2 separate regions of the Rattus norvegicus genome follow, and region 2 is linked to region 1. A link is a contact called in public Hi-C data. All regions are on one chromosome and are shown on one strand. Each heading gives the region's core, a stretch centred on a gene start, on an enhancer-like site or on the middle of the called end of the contact. The rest is flanking DNA. Distances are from core to core; before and after follow the strand shown. Region 1 has its middle 98 kb from the start of Med13l. Region 2 has its middle 26 kb from the start of Spring1.

What was found. A called contact is a pair of places that touch in the nucleus more often than the background predicts.
Region 2: a contact with region 1 is called in a Hi-C map of Schwann cells, with 4 times the contacts expected there. The contact joins two enhancer-like sites. A contact is called at or near these places in 2 of 12 Hi-C or Micro-C datasets (Schwann cells and mammary epithelial cells).

What each region holds. Positions count from the first base shown.
Region 1 is chr12:43,762,127-43,764,888 of GRCr8, forward strand. No RefSeq gene overlaps it. Among named protein-coding and RNA genes, the nearest start is that of Med13l, 98 kb to the left of the region's middle. Within about 2 kb of position 1,440, at least 33 of the 93 cell types and tissues checked have an H3K27ac peak or open chromatin away from gene starts, as enhancers often do. A contact at or near this core is called in Schwann cells, where this site is marked.
Region 2 is chr12:43,962,265-43,965,005 of GRCr8, forward strand. No RefSeq gene overlaps it. Among named protein-coding and RNA genes, the nearest start is that of Spring1, 26 kb to the right of the region's middle. Within about 2 kb of position 1,462, at least 9 of the 93 cell types and tissues checked have an H3K27ac peak or open chromatin away from gene starts, as enhancers often do. A contact at or near this core is called in Schwann cells, where this site is marked.

The sequences.
Region 1 (2,762 bases), core at 190-2,689:
CAGTTCTAGGGGATCCAACATCTCCCCCTGGCCTCTGTGGATACCAGGCACACAAACAGTGTACTGACACACACATGTGGGAAAAACGCCCTTACACATACAATCCCCTTTTAAAGTATTTAAATCTTAACTTCTTTTTTTTTAGTTAAAAGGGGGCAGGGGTGCAGCTCATCACTACAGCACTTGCTGAGGACATAAGTGGTCCGTATGAAAAAGGAAAACGTGTACACCTTCGACATCCAGGGATGCCCATGATGTTCGATGCTGATGAGAACCTGGTGAGCTGCGTGTTACTCATCCAGACTTAAGTAATCAGGAGGAGGTGTCAGTGCTCACGGATTTGGGGGATCTACAAGAAGGAACGTGGCTCCGGCAACCTTTCCTAAAACACGAAGGCACAAGCATACACTATTTTACAAAGTCACTGAAGACAATTTCCCAAGTCACCCGGCCACGATCCCCAACCCCCAACCCAGGTCTTGAGACTCCCAAAGCCCGTGTTCTTTGGTTTTGTTTGTTTGTTTTGTTTTTCCAGACAGGGTCTGTCTGTGTAGCTCCGACGGTTGGGGAACTCAGTCTGTAGAGCAGGCCGGCCTGGAGCTCAGAGATCTGCCCGCCTCTGCCTCCCGCACGCTAGGATTAACGGGGGCGCCGGGACCGCGCTCAGAAAGGGCAGCTTTGAAACCCATCGCCTCCTACAGGAAATAGGCAGCTAGCGAATGCTTGAGCCGGGAGAGTGGGCCTATTAGAATATCGTCATCTCAGAGGTCAGAAAGTTGCCTTCCTGTCTCACGTCAATTTCTTTTATGCTGGGTTCACCGCCTCTGGTCCGGTTTCTAGGAGACAGGCAGACCTGCTCATAAAAACCCCCAAGCCCGAGGAGTAGGTAATTAAGTCCATCGCTGCCGGCTCCTCCCAGCCCTTTCTTCTTAAGGACCTGTTGGCTCTGGCTTTGATCTCTGCTGTTCTGCCCTGAAGCTCCCCAGCCGCTGGAGTGTGGGAATAGCCAAGGTCTGGCACCCGTGGGACAAGAGCACCGGATGGAAGAGAGGGGCTCAGGATCGTCAGCCTGGCCCTGTCACATTTCGTGTGTCCGGAGGGGAGCTTCCGACGTCCCGACCACCTCTGAAGAGCTGGAACGCGAGAGAGGGAGCGGGAGGAAGGGAGAGAGGGAGGGAGAGAGACACAGAGAGACACACAGAGAGGGAAAGAGGGAAAGAGGGAGGGAGAGAGATAGACATAGAGGCAAAGAGGGGGGGGGAGAGAGCGAGAGAGCGAGAGAGCGAGAGAGCGAGCGAGAGAGAGAGAGAGAGAGAGAGAGAGAGAGAGAGAGAGAGAGAGACACTGCTTCCTCCTCGTTGAGTCAGTCGGACTCCTCCCTGCCCTGTGGTCTCTCCCATTCTCTCTCAGTTCCGAGGCTGCAACTCGAGCCAAATGACTCACTGACGTGGGAAAGTTAATTTACTTTGGCAGACATTCCCCTAGCTCTGAGAAATGGAGACTGCACACCTATTGCCTCAGAAGACACAAATTAGGGTGGTGATTCATTCATTCCCCTCCATTCATTCTCCGAGTCCCCGATTATTCCCACCCCATTAAAATTCCGCCTATTGTTTTCTCTCTGGGGGAGGAGACAGAAGGCTTAGCCAGGCACTCTGTGAAAGTACTCAATGACAGTACCCCACAGCTAATGTGACAGAGCAGTCAAGGGGTGTGTGTCTGCCTGGCAATAGAGTCCCAGTCTGAAGCTCCCTCCGGGAGGTCGAGGTGACCCGGCCATGTCAGTACAATTGCTACTAAATAGGAGTGAGAAGGGAACCTTGGGAGCTTGCACTGCAGATGAAACCGGCTGAACAGGAGCAAGGCCGGTGCAGGTTCTGTTAGCTTCTCATCGAGATCTGTCTGTCTGTCATCTATCTATCTATCTATCTATCTATCTATCTATCTATCTATCTATCATCTATCTATCTATCTATCTATATTCTATCATCTATTTCCTATTATCTATCTGTTATCAATCTATCACCTCTCTATTTCTGTCTACCACTGTCTCTCTCTGGGATGTTGCTGTATAGCTCTGGCTTTGCCTGGAGCTCACTACGTAGCCCAGGTTAGCCTTAAATGTGCAGCAATCCTCACACCTCAGCCTCCCCACTGCTAGGATGACAGCCCCAATACTCCAGATACTTGAAAGACCGAACAGGAAACTCACAAGTTCAAGGCCTGTCAGGGCCACTTAGTGAGGTCCTGCCTCAAAATGAAAAATTTCTTTCTCTCTCTCTCTCTCTCTCTCTCTCTCTCTCTCTCTCTCTCTCTCTCTTTTTTTTTTTTGATTCTTTTTTTCGGAGCTGGGGACCGAACCCAGGGCCTTGCGCTTCCTAGGTAAGCGCTCTACCACTGAGCTAAATCCCCAGCCCCTCTTTCTTTCTTTCTTAAGGGCTGATATAGGGCTTGCTTAGTGTCTGTGATACTCGGGTTTCCATTTTCAGCACACTACACACAGCCACCGACCCTTCCCAGCCCCACAAGGGCCATTCTATCATTTATAGCCTAGGCTAGCTCTATAGCTTATAGCCTAGGCTAGCAGTGTATAGTGGCTTTTGATGACCTTGAACTTGTGATTTGCCTCCAAGGTGTGCACCACCAGCTTAGGTTTATGTGGTACTGGAGATAGAACCCAAGGTTTTGTGTACGCTAGGCAAGGGCTCTACCAATCGGGCTGCAAAGATGTTCTGTTATTTTAATTACATTTACTTATTCAT
Region 2 (2,741 bases), core at 212-2,711, 200 kb after region 1:
CTGGGACCCACACAGCGGGAGACCACAGCCTACTGCAAGCTGTCCTCTGGCCTCTACAATAATTCCATGTCACACACATGTCCACGTACTCATAAAGATGTGTAATCAAAAGCCTCCAGACATTACTGAATGCTGCACTGGGGGGTGGGGTGGGCTGTCTCCCTCCAGTGACTGGCTTAGGTCAATGTTTTCCAGGTCGTGTGAGCCACCTTCAATCCTAAAATACAGTAGAAAGACCCCCAGAGGTTACCGTTTAAACCATTCGCAGAAAGACATTCAGGCTAAGGTACACAGAGACACAGCAGGGCCAAGGAAACTAAGGAGGTAGCTTTTCTCTGAATTTGGAGATCAACTGGGAAGTTGGCCCTTCCGAAGACCGAGTATTGGTTAACTAGCACCACCACAGCATAGACTGAGCCGTTCAAACGGCAGTTATTTTCCCAGATCTCTTAGCTGGAGACAGCTATGTATGATAGTCTCTCTCTCTCTCTCTCTCTTTCTCTCTCTCTCTCTCTCTCTCATAACAAGGACCACAGGACGGTAAGATGCAGCCCACTTGCCAGAGCTGGCCTAAAATGCTAACTTCCCCTTCTAGGACATTCTCCTAAATCCCTTCCTGGCAATGACCAGTGGATAGAAAAGGAGGCTGGAGGGGTTGGGGATTTAGCTCAGTGGTAGAGCGCTTGCCTAGAAAGCGCAAGGCCCTGGGTTCGGTCCCCAGCTCCGAAAAAAAGAAAAAAAAAAAAAAAAGAAAGAAAGAAAGAAAGAAAAGAAAAGGAAGCTGGAGAGATGGTCCAGTCGTTAAGAGCATGTACTGTTCTTCCAGAGGACCCAAGTTCGATTCCTCGTACCTATGTCAGGTGGCCTCCAGGGCGTCCGACGCCTCGAGCTAACATGGGACACCGCCACCACACATATACATAACTAAAAATAATAACTCTTTTTTTTTAAGTGTAAACTTTTGCTTAAACAGTAGTTCCAACCCTGGGCCAAAGAACAAATTTCAGGGCAAACGCCTAAGCTGCTACTCCCAAGGACCCCACTGAGGACCCCCACTTCCTACGCAGTAGGGGCAAGAAGCTCTCTTCACCGTGGAGGGTAATCCCACCCTCACCCCCTGCTAAAGCAAAGGTTCCTTCATGTTCCTGTTCCCTGTCACTGAAGGAGGTTTGTCACTGAAGGACGTTTCGTCCTGGCCCGGACCGAGGCTGAGAAGGGTGTGCCAAAGGACAGTAGCTCTTTTCTATTTTCTCCTCTGTGAGGGCCCTGGTCCCCCAAAATGCCAGGCCTATGAAGGAGTCCTGATTTGCTGCTCCAGCAGATAGCTCTCTACTCATAGTCATTGTTTGGGGGGGGCGGGGGCATCCTGGGGAAGCCTGAACCACAATCAACATCAGGCTCGCATTAGGGATAGAAAAAAGCCTATGCAACTGGCGCCACCAAGTGGCAAAGTCCAGCAACTGTCAGCATGCGCGCCGCCAGACACCAGCCCTGAGCCGCGTTGGCTGCAGCCAAAAGCGAGGTCCTTAAGATCATGCCTGACTAGGTCTGTGGTCCCCTGCAATGCTAAATCAGGTCAGTGAGCTTATTTGTGTCAAATAAATCAGCTGAACCAACTGGTGAGCTGCCTTAAGACTATTTGTCTTGGGTTAGCGCTAAGCACAGACTTCGGGCAAAATACCCAGGCCGCTTTGGATGCCAGGGACGGATCCCAAGGAGCTGAAGGGCCGTCCAGATCCACACCCACCAGGAAGATTTGTGCTCCGCATGGGGGAGGGGAGCTGCATGTGCCTATGGGAGACAGCACAGCTCCAAACAGAGGCTGTTAAGCAACTTTTAGGGACATCTTCACACTTAGGTCCCTGAATCTTTTTAAAAATCCACCGTGCGGAAGAGGCTCTTGCTGATGGGGGTCGGTCACGCGCTGTTCCAGTCATGGATTTTCTTTCCCCATCCTGCCTTTTCAGAATTGATGTTGGTCCCTGGAGCCTTCCTTAGATCTTTTATTTTCTCATTTTAAAATTTTAAAGATTTATTTTTATCTTTATGGTGTTTTGTCTATATGTATGTAGCTTTATCGTTCGCATGCCGAATGCACGTAGGGCAGAAGTGTTGGAACCCAATGGACTTACAGACGGTTGTGAGCCACCATGTGAGTGCTGAGAATCAAACCCAGGTCCTCTGGAAGATCAACAAGTCCTCTCAATGGCTGAGTCATCACACCAGCACCATTTTTTATTCTTTTTATTGGTTCTTTGTGAGCTTCACATCACAGACCTCCCAGTCCCACTCATTCCTCCCCCCCCCCACCTGCCCTCCATCATGGCAACACCCCCCAACAGAGAAAAAAAAAACCTCTTCATGGAAACAGCAATGTGTCACACAGTGTGTCACACAGCGTACCCACTTGTCCACTCTTCTTTGCTTGCAAATGTTCATTGCAATGAGTCATTGGTCTGGTACAAGGCCCCACTGACTTCTGTTACTCTATCAACACTGGATGTTTGAACTCCTCTCAGATGTGCTGTTGTTGCCTTGTGTCATGGAGATCCTGTAGTCTGGATCTGTAGGACTGGCCCCTCCATGTATTCCAGCAGTTCATAGATGGAGTAGATGTTGGGGTTAGCCAATTTAAAGCCCTGGATCTGGGCCTGAGAAGTATCTGAGCTAGTCAGCCCACTGGTTCTCCTGCTCAGGGCTGACTCACCAGCAACCCCTGCAATCAGGGCCAGCTCTACCTT